Linked DNA regions of Muntiacus reevesi: region 2 is linked to region 1. A link is a contact called in public Hi-C data. All regions are on one chromosome and are shown on one strand. The core of a region is the stretch at or near the end of the contact, and the rest is flanking DNA. Distances in the headings are between cores, read along the strand shown. Region 1 holds the start of GSK3B (glycogen synthase kinase 3 beta). Region 2 holds the start of LRRC58 (leucine rich repeat containing 58).

Evidence for each region. A called contact is a pair of places that touch in the nucleus more often than the background predicts.
Region 2: a Hi-C map of muscle shows a contact between it and region 1, with 5 times the contacts expected there. The contact joins the promoter of LRRC58 here to the promoter of GSK3B in region 1. A contact is called at or near these places in 2 of 3 Hi-C or Micro-C datasets (blood and muscle).

What each region holds. Positions count from the first base shown.
Region 1 is chr8:43,622,088-43,627,602 of mMunRee1.1, reverse strand. GSK3B (glycogen synthase kinase 3 beta) reads left to right here and starts at 2,699. Exons shown (of 13, transcript XM_065943558.1): 1 at 2,699-3,792. The coding sequence starts at 3,705.
Region 2 is chr8:43,856,449-43,861,963 of mMunRee1.1, reverse strand. It overlaps LRRC58 (leucine rich repeat containing 58), which reads left to right and starts at 2,610. Exons shown (of 4, transcript XM_065942187.1): 1 at 2,610-3,558. The coding sequence starts at 3,059.

The DNA of each region.
Region 1 (5,515 bases), core at 1,450-3,949:
GTTAACAGCAAGTGAGAAGGTGGAGTAAGTTTGAAAGGTCAGAGAAACAATCACTGAATGTTACTTTCAGTGGTACTGTGTTTTCTCATAAATTTCTCCCCTTCTTATGTCCTAATTCTAAATTGAACTATTTTTTGTTTTCCTATAAGACTCACCTCCCCACCCCATCCTCTGATCAGATTTTTTTAAAAGTGTCAGTTCAAAATATTTGAAGGCAGCAACAGTAAAGCTATTAATCATAACTTCAAGGTAGACTATTTTTGTACTTTATTATATACAATAGAATAGCTGTTTCCAATTTGTATAACCTAACATTTGTCATTCAGCTTCCTCCCAGTGTAACTGGGAGTAGAGATGGGGAGTAAAGAAGAAGGCAGGATTTCTAGCTTTACCTCACAGCACTTTAGGGACTAGTGGCAAAGGTCTACATGGTAATTTGCAGGGAGAGGCAACAATCACTTGACAAAGCTGCCATGCACTGAGTTTGCTTTCAACATTCTTTACCCTTCTCCATGACATCCAGAGACTTCATGTTCTGTCTTCATTGCAAAGAACAAGAGCTTTTACCACTCCTGGGCTATCAAAAACCTATGTCCAGATTTGAGATTACAAATTGATTGCAGGTTGGTCACATCTACCCTGCAATATTTTTAGTTTGGCCTGCAGAGTTTGGAAATATTGGTGTAAAAATCGAGAGATTTCATACAAATATCATGCTTTATAAGGGTTTCTCCTGGCGGGGATGGGGGGAAGGGGACAGAATATCTCAGACCACTGTATCCACATTCTTCAGAGTAACAATCTGCTGGAGCCGAACAGCTGCTCCTTTCAGTTACAGCTCAGACACTCCAATTTGCCACGTTGCTTATCACTCCCCATTGTCTACACCAGGCCAGTTTCACTCATTTACTTTTCTGGCCCCTATAAACATTCGAGTTTGCAAACCCTATCTAGACCTTTCCTGTCCTCCATCAAAGCTTACTTTGTTCTGTCCTAAGTTCCTCATCAGTTTTCCAAAGCAATAGCTAGTCAACCTGATCAAGTAATTTTTATATGTGCTCGCTACAGATGGTATCTGAATAGAAAGGGATGACTCTGCAGGTGGAAATTACAGGTACCATGGGATTACAATTAGGATGGCAACTGTTCATTTTACTTTTTCTGTAACCACACCTCTCTGTCCTTGGGCACACCGCACGAATTTGAACACTGGCTTATGTGCGAAACCTACTTAAATAGTACTTTTATAGATCACCCTAGTTCCAAAAACGCAAAAACTACCAAGGGCTATTCTGGCTCTCGGTTGCCTCAGAGGCTTCGGGATATCCGGCTTGACTGCACTTCCCCTCACCTGCTTTCGGGGGCCGTTCTGCGCCGACCGGTCGCACCCTAGAAGGGCGCTCAGCCAGCATGAGCTCATTTCTCAGGGGCCTTTCTGGAAGGCCGGGCTTGGCAGCGCGCACGAGGCGCAGTCGCCCTCACTCTTATCAATGGCCTCCGCGACTGGGCGGGGCGCGGTCGCCCAGGGGCCCTGCTCTCTAGCAGCTTTGTTCTCAGTTGAATATCCGAAAATTCGCACTCAGCCTGAGAGGCGCCCTGGATCTGTCTGGCCCTTTCGGGGAAGACGCCCGTGCTCGGGATGCGCTCTCGCGGGCGGAGGGGAGCCCCGGGCGCACAGAATTAGCCCCGCCCCGCCGAGAGCCTCCAGTGGGTGGGGAGAGCCCCTCAACCCTCAGTTTGTTGGAGCGAGGAACCCAGCGCCACCGACCACAGCAGTTTCGCACCGGCTCGCGCTCCCTATATGCGGTTTCCACACTAGCTGCGAGTGGCCGCAGGCGAGCCCGTCAGACCTTCCGCCACGACCCCAGTCGCGCTTCTCCTCGCTCCTTAGGACTGCCGCCGGAGGCCGAAGGCCAATCACACTACCGCTAGGTCTTGCGATTAGACAGCAGCGGGTGCAGATTGGCTACTGCTACGAGTTTCGGCCTCCCTCCTTTTCCCTTTTGCCCCCATTCCAGCTCCTGAGCTTCAGACCAATGAGAAGGCGCTTTATAGACGCCCTCCCTTCGCTCTCTACTTCTCCCCACCTCGACGAGGGAGGAGACGTCCTGACTGGCCAGACTGTCCTCGGAAGCCCCATTCCCTTCACCAATCACCGAGGGAGCTGCACTCCCAGCGGAGTTTCGGCCAATTACAAAGCGGCCACGGCGCCCAGCCGTGCGGTTTCGCCAGCGACTCCGGGCTTCACCGTCCTTAACTCTTCAAGCTTTTTCCTGAGGGCCAGCGACTCTGATTGGTCACTGTTGTCTTTGCCTAATTTCTCCTCCAGCCAGCCACAGAACAAGGCGAACCCACCTTTTCCTCGGTCGGCTATCTTCGGCATTTTCCGTCCTTGGGCGTGAATTTCCAGCGACACTTCCTGATTGGCTCTTCAGGTCAATCGGCTTTTTCCGGGAGGATCCGCAAACAAACGACATCCGTGATTGGTTCCGCTCGGGTTTCGGCTCCCCTGTCGAAGGGGGCGGACGCCCTGCTCGGCCGGCGATTCCCAGACGCCTCTTACGCGGGCGGCCGGGCGCTGGGCGGTGTAAGGCTGGGTGGGGGAGGAAGGAGGCGGAGGACAAGTAGGAGGGGGGAGGGGGTGTGGGGAAGAGCTAGGCGGCTGCGCAGACGGCACTCCTCACAGAGAGCAGCCCCCGACCCGGGCGAATGCGGGCTCGTGCTGCTGCTGCTGCTGCTGCCTCCGCCGCCGCCGCCCGGGCCGAGTGACAAAGGAAGGAAGGAAGGAAGCGAGGAGGAGCCGACCCCGCAGCCGCTGACAGGGCTCCGGGCTGGGGGCAAAGCGCGGACACTTCCTGAGCGGGACTGTGCAGAAGCGAGGGGCGGGAGAGCGGCCGCGCTGGTGCCTTGGACGGGGGAGGGGGCCCCGAGGGACGGAAGCGGTTGCCGGGTTCCCATGTCCCCGGCGTATGGGGAGCAGTCGAGGAGCCGCTGCCTGGGGTCTGAAGGGAGCTGCCTCCGCCGCCGCCATGGCCGCTGGATCCAGCCGCCGCCTGCAGCTGCTCCTGGCGCAATGAGGGGAAGAGCCGCCGCCGCCGCCACCGCCCGACTCTGACTGACTCGCTACTCCGCCGCCTTCCAGTTCGCCGGGCCCCCGCCGTCAGCCCGCCGGATCCTTGCCGCTGCCGGAGCCGCAGCGTTTCCCGACGCATCTCCGAGCCACCCCTCCCTCTCCCTCCCTCCTTCCCATCCCCCCCTTCTTTTCAAGCGTGAGACTCGTGATCCTTCCGCCGCTTCCCTTCTTCATTGACTCGGAAAAAAAATCCCCGAGGAAAATATAATATTCAGAGTACTTATTTTCAATCCAGTATTTGTCCCCGTCTCACGTGATGTATATTTTTTAGGACCTCCCATCCATTTCTGCTCTCCAAGGAAAGGGAGAGGAAAGAATTGTATTTTTCCCCCCAGCTCCGGATCGCCTATATGTTAAATATCCGTACTGATCTGTCTTCAAGGAGAAATACATCGCTCGCTTTTCTAAATAGCTGTACAAAAGAAGTGAAAAGGCAAGAGGACGAAGTCTTTTTCTTTTTCTTGTGGGAGAACTTAATGCTGCATTTATCATTAACCTAACACCCCAACATAAAACAAAAGGAAGAAAAGGAGAAAGGAAGGAAAAAAGGTGATTCGGAAAAAGAGTGATCATGTCAGGGCGGCCCAGAACCACCTCCTTTGCGGAGAGCTGCAAGCCAGTGCAGCAGCCTTCAGCTTTTGGCAGCATGAAAGTTAGCAGTGAGTATTGATTTTATTTTACACCCCTTCTCCACCTCCCCTTTGAATAAGAGACTTTGAAATACCAGGATCTTAAAATACAAGACCTGCTGATAAAACAGAGGCAATGTGAAAGGGCAAAAACCTGTCTTCAGTGAAGGATGAGGCAGCTTCCTTTTTTCCTCCTGCGATATCCCTTCCCAGGTCTCATTAACCTTGAATCGAGGGAATGTGATTTTTATTTGGATGATTTTGTCTGAAACTTAGTTCTTTTCTTATAGTTTTCTAGCAATTGATAGCTTTATTAAGTGGTTGAGTGTTTCCACCTTAAAATAGTGATGGAAGTGTTTACTTGCTCATCCTTTTGAATAAAGCGAAGGACAAGATTCCTAAACCATTATGTGCTTTTCCAGAGTGTGTCTTTTGGAATGAGGGATAGTATAGTTAGCTCAGGTCTCGAGGGTTACCATAGTTTTGTATACTTAATGGAAGAGGTAAATGTCACCTTCTCCTAACACTTCTTTCTTGCTTGTGTGACTATACAAAGTATTTGTTCTTAATCCAGAGATGAACTTGGTAAGTAACCACATTTCGGTTTGAAGGCGAGCTTTGATTCGTCTCTTTAGAAGGGACCGGTGCCGCTGATAGAGAGCAGCAGTAGTATCTCAATATGCATTGTTCTAAATTGGATACGTGGTTTAATATGTTATCTCTTAGCCTTCCCGTTTTGACATTGCCAGTCTATCACTATAGAGTTAATGTTTAATCAAAAGGTAACTTGAAAGTAGGCCCGAGTTTTGAATGGGGCTTATGTTGTCAAGTTGCCAAATAGTAAGTTGAATGTTAATTGTCACTGACTCATCATTGAAGTTCAGTTTTGGGGTGCCATTGCTTTCAGTACTTGCTAAATGATCTAGAGTTCAGGGGTTCCTTCTTAGGACTACTTACAATAGTCTTGCATTGGTTTCCTTTCGAAGTCAGATAAGACTATGAAGTCAGAAGAATATGGATTTAGACTTTTCCATCTCAGGTTTTGCAGAAGGTTGTGGTCCCAGATTTAATAGGGGTGTTTGGGCTTTGTTCAAGGTTGTTGCTAGACGTCTATACTCTTCCCAGATTTGTGCTCAAAAAGTGTATTTTCAGTGTTTGGTATACTCATTATCCAGTGTTTTAATGTATCTCTACTTATGGATATGTTTATGTGATGTTTAATGACAGCTTATTTAAACATACTTAAAGAATTTGACAAAAATATCTGTGTTATAGTTTCCTTATTCCTTCAGAAAGGGGCATGGATGAGGGCAAAGAAAAACTGTTTTGCTGCTTAGAAGAAGGAGAGAATTGAATTGAGATAAAAAAAAAGTATATGCTGTTATGTGAAACTGATTATAAAATGAACACTCTTATTTGAACTCAGGATTTCAATTCATGATGGCTTTTGGAACTTGTCTGAAACAGGGTAGTCTAAGGTAATAGCTGAATGGGAGATTATTTTTGAGAGTTAAATTTTTTTTTGGTGACTAGCTAGTTCAGAATGCAGAGTATGTGAAGAGGGAAGCTGATGATGCATCTTTCAGGGAATGGTCAAGCTTTCTAAGCAATTCATGGGGTCATTTGAGAGGAATATTTTAAAATTCTGGGGTAATTTTCAGCTATGATGAAGCAAATCTTATAATAGCTCCTTAAGAGCCTCTTGTGGTACTGGAGTGTTAGGATGTTTTTCATCTTGGTTTAAAGACCACTC
Region 2 (5,515 bases), core at 1,361-3,860, 230 kb before region 1:
CAGACTCACTCTAGGCTCCAATAAACATAGAGTCAGAGTCCTCCTCAGAATGGATTGAAAGATTACAGCTCCCTCTGCCTTCTATGCTGCCTTAAATAGAAAGTAACTGTTGTTTGAGATTTGGACTACAGTTGGTAAGATGTCAGAACTTTAAACTATCCCTGGCCAAACTGGATAAGCCAACCTCAGAGTGACTCAGCAATGGAAATAATCCAAAATGCTGCATGCCAAGCTAAGCAGCTGACCTTCATCAGATAAGGAATGAAGAGACATGGGGTTAGGAAAGGAGGGAGACAGATTGATACATAGCTTGAAATAATGAAAGTACTGCTTTATCAGAGGTAGCTGAAATGAAGGTTAGGAGGTATGAGGTTTTGATATAATTTGGAGATAGACAGGGTAATAAGCATGTATCTTGGGTGTCAAAATTAAGGGCAAGGAGAGTTCAGACAAATCTCTCAAATTCTAATCCCTAAAACATTGCCCGGTCCAGAAGAGAAAACCACCATTTATACAGAAAATTGAGTAAAGATTGTCCTCAACTTTATTTCTCTTTACCCTGATCATAAACTAAGAAGTGGGAGAGAGTAATAGGTATAACAATAATTGCTATTACTAGTAATAAAAATTGCCACTGCTTACAGATTTTTTACTTTATGCTAGATACTGAGCTAAACCTTTTAGATTTAACTCTTATAATAAACCTACACAACATAATGATCAGATAATGAGATCAAGGCTTAAGTAGATTAAGTAGCAAAATCAAGATTAAAAGAAATATGACTTCCAGAGGTGAGACTTGAAACCTATATCTGATAAAAGCCAAAGTCCACATTTTATTTACTCTAGGACATGGTCTCCCAGTGTGGTTTATAAAATCATTCTTCACTCCGATTTTTTGTTTCTTCTACAGTTAGGCAATTGCAGCCATCCTAATCAGGTATGCCAAAACCTATACATGCATTTATTTCACTCACTTGCCCAGTGCCTACTATGTCTCAGGTGCGGGGCCAAGGTAAACAGACACAGTTCCTGCCCTCAGGAAACCTGGACAAGGTGGCTGAAGGAGAAAAAGCTCTTCATTTAGTAACCGCCCCCCCCCCTTTTTTTTCCCCCAGTAACATTCTAGTCAGGAGACTTTTATCCTGAAACAGTCAATTTGACCCAAAAGTGACTCACTGGGGAAGTTTTGCTAAGTGGGCGAGTATGCCATGCTTTTCCCAGCTACCTGTAATCTATCTCTCTTTCCCTAGATAACACACCATGTTGAACATGTGGTCTCCTTTTCCTTTCACATTTCCTGGGGTCCCCATTGCCTCCATCACTGTGAAGTTTCACAAACCACTAAAGCTCCTTCACCTCCAGGGAGTTTTCAGAACTCTCCAAGTTGACAGGACAGTATCAAGGCCCACTAGATTACAGAGGGATAATCTAGAATATCTAGAATGTCGAGGGTGCTTTATTTAGACCCATTTGGCTTCAACAAAGTACCTGAGATAGAAAGGGTTCTTATCATGAACAATAGGGCGATCCTTCCATTACTCTCAACATAGCTTTAAAACTTTCTACCAGGTAGCTTCAGTCTCTGAGACTATTTTCATCTTTCCCCCCTTAATTTCACTGATCTGTGATCTTAACTCTATTTCTGAATCATATTTGAATTATTTTTTCTCATTTTATATTACATTCCTGTAAGTTTATTTCTATCACAGGCACATTCACATTTTTAAGAGCATAAAACTGTATTAAATATTTGCAATTTTCACGTATTAGGTTTCTGCCGTAATGTAATCTTGATCCAAAGTAAGGACAGTCTAATTTTTGAAAGGGCCCTTTCCAAACAGGTTTCAAATTCACTAAGTTTTAAAAACACAAATGACTGGCAAGAAAAAAGTTACTTTATTCTCCTTTTCAGGAAGAAAGCAATTTAATGGAATTGATTATACACAATCTTTTAACACTTTTATGCATTAACTTTGTAAAAAAATACACTAAATATTATTTCTATTCATGACTTTCCAAAACTATAAAAAGTAATTTCAGAAAAGACTGAGTTTAGGGCCAGGCACAAAATGTTAATCAGAAATACTGACTTAAAGCCACAGTGTAGATTTTCAGTTAAATTGTGGTTTTTGACCTGAAGTAAAACATCAATCTGGAGAAGGAAATGGCAATCCACAATGCCTTCCGCGTTCGTTAGCTGATCAATTACTTCGAACTGTCTCGAATTGACTAAAACTCCTCCATGGCTCCCAGATTCATTTCCAGCCACTTCAACTTAAACCAAAAAACTACAGAAGTACTTCTACAGCTAAAATGGCCAAAGGCCCTTATTTGATACACATTCCTTTTAAAAATGCTGTAGGGCAAGGAAGGCAAAGATTATCCACCTTTTATGGGTGGTGAAACTGAAATTAAATCCCTTGTCCAAGAAAATAAGGCTATTTAAGAGCTCAACCCCAGGTAAGAACCTAGAGTTCTGATTTCTAGTCCAGCTGCCTCCGCCCTTCAAAGTCATCTTGGTTAATCCCGTGACTTGAAATTCCTGGGCCTTGCAGTCACCGAGCTGAATCACGACTACATTCCTGCGCGCTCGCTGAATCCCGCAGACCAGGGGGCCCACTCCTAAACTGGGTAGGAACCAAGAAGGCGGTGCACCGTGACGCGCGAACCCTCAAAGCCAAACAACTAAACTGTCCTCGGGCTGTTTACCGAGGCGGACCTGGACCCCCGAGGCAGGTCAGCCGACGCCAAAGACTATAAAGCGCGGCTGCCCACACACTGCCGGATTCCTAGGGTAACTTGGTATCGCCAAGGACGCCGGGTCTCCGCCCCTGCCCGGAGCGCCCCGACCGCACCGCGCGCCGTGTGCCGCGTGAGGCGGAGCCCGGCCCCAGAGCGGCGCGCGCACCCCGCCGCCTCGCGTCGCGTGACTCGGCGGGGGCGCGCGGGGTTAGCGCCCGCCCGCGCCACTTCCGACGCAGCCCTAGGTTCAGGTTCCGGGGCGCCGCGGAGCTCCCGGCCTGTGGGTCGAGCGCGGCCCTCTGCGGCGGCCGGGATGGAGGAGGCTGGAGCGGCTGTGGCCACAGCCGGGGAGGCCGAACTGAACTTGTCTCGCCTCAGCGTGTCTCTCGAGACGCTGGAGTCGGAGCTGGAGGCGAGGGGCGAGGAGCGGCGCGGCGCGCGGGAGGCGCTGCTGCGGCTGCTGCTACCGCACAACCGTCTGGTGTCGCTGCCGCGGGCGCTGGGCAGCGGCTTCCCGCACCTCCAGCTGTTGGACGTGAGCGGCAACGCGTTGACCGCGCTAGGGCCGGAGCTGCTGGCGCTGCGCGGCCTGCGCACGCTGCTGGCCAAGAACAACCGACTCGGCGGGCCGGGTGCCCTCCCCAAGGGCCTGGCCCAGTCGCCGCTCTGCCGCAGCCTCCAGGTGCTTAACCTCAGCGGGAACTGCTTCCAGGAGGTGCCCGCCTCGCTGCTGGAGCTGCGCGCGCTGCAGACCCTCAGCCTTGGCGGCAACCAGCTTCAGAGCATCCCGGCCGAGATCGAGAACTTGAGGAGGTGAGTGGGTGCCTTCCTGAGAGTAGGGAGGCCCGAGACGGGGTCCGGGAGCTCCGGAGCCCCTCATCTGGTCTTGGCGCCGTGGGATCACGTACCCGTCTTTAGTCCAGGCTCTTTTTGAACTCTTTAACTGCGAGTACTGCCCTTCCAGCTCGTCGAGTTGGAGTGAAGATCTAGTAAGGTCATGGGTGTGACAGCAGCATTTGGTTTGTTGTGTTTGCCCTGTGCAGATTTTCAAGACAGTTTTTCTGTCGTCTTTCTGGGGTCTGGGGGAGTGACCGAACCGAGCACATACTCTAACAAATGTAAGTCCGCGGTTGTCACTTCACTCCGAAGTCTTGGGTGGTTTTCCATGCCTATAAACTAATGCTTATGCTTTGTGGCGTGACATACAAGGTGCTCGGAGCTGATCCTTGTTTTTCACGACATTTCCTGCCCCATCCGTCCTCTTTGTAGCGATACCAGCAATTTGTGGTTTTGTGGTATTCCAGTATTTGTGGAGTTCCCTAATCTGTGCGCTTTACCTTGTAGGCACTGACTAAATATATGTTGAATGGGTTCAGTGCCTCTGCGCTGCTGTTACCTTTGTCTGGAATGTTGCTTGCACTTTGGCAAACTCCTGTTCACCCTTCAAAACTTGTTTTGAAGGCCATTTCTTTGTTTCCTTCCTTTACTGCTTCCTGGACAACAATTAGTTATTGTCTAAACTGTACTTCTTTTGTACCTCATGCACCCTGCCATTGCATTTAACCTTATTGATTTTAACTCCGTGTTTACAGATCTGCCTCATCGACTGAATTATTCAGTAAATATATGTTGAATTAAATGGAAGAAGGAAGCAGAGAAATAACAAAAGTCCCTTCAGTAAAGTGTGAAATAAAGCAAGAGCAAGTGTTTTGTCCAAAGTGAAAGAAAAGTAACTACCATTTATAAAGTGTTTTTGCATCCTTTATTGAGTTTTCTGAGATAACCAGATATTAGAGCTGAAAGGGACCTCAGAGTTAAGTGTAGTGGAAAAAACACTGACCTGAGAGTAAGAACTCTTGGTGTCCCAGGCTTAGGCAAGTCCCTTTCCATATCCTGACTACAGTTTCCTAATCTGCAAAGGAAGGCGCTTGGACAAGATGTCCCTTTGTTTACTCCCCAGCAGATGTTTATGGAGTACCTACCCTGTGTCAGGCACTGTCCTAGGTGCTGGGGATCCAGTGATGAAAGGGATCCTACCCTCCTGGAGCATTGTAACAGAGGAGAGGTTAAACAGCTGTTAACTTCATTGTCTAATTACAATTGTTATATAAGTTTTGTGAAGAAGTAGGAGTGCCTTGAAATGAAGTAACTTAGTTTGGTTTGAGCAAGTAACGTTTGAGCTGAGCTTTTAAAGGTGGAGTTGGGAGTTAACCAGGAGAGGATGGGATGGGATCAGTCCAGGCTGAAGGAACAGTGCACATGAAAACCCAGAGGCGAGAAGGAATGAAGGCCAAAATTTTGAAAGGAGGTCATTGTACTAGAGCATAGTGAGAAAGTAAGCAACAGGAAAGGTGGCAAATATAAATTTGAACCAGATCCTAGGCCATGTCATAACTTGAAGGCCATGGTAAAGCTTGGATTTTATTCGAAGTACACCTGAGTTTTATAAAAGCATGGCTGTCTTATTGCTGTGCAGGAATAGAGTGGTGAGGGAGTAAAGAGCTGAGAAGAGACTTTGAGGGCTGGTTGGAAGGAGTCTCTTCTACTAGAATGAGAGATGATGGTGGCTTATACTAGGGTAATGCTAGGAGACATAGTAAGAAATAGAGTTGGAGAGGGATTTAAATGTAAAATTGTCAGACCTTGTTCTTTCTAATTTTGATGTTACGTAGTTACAACATTCTCATTTGAATTTTTTTTAAACATACTAAGGAAAACTCAGGATAAATATTATTTCCATCACATGGCGGAAAACATAGGCAAAAGTCCC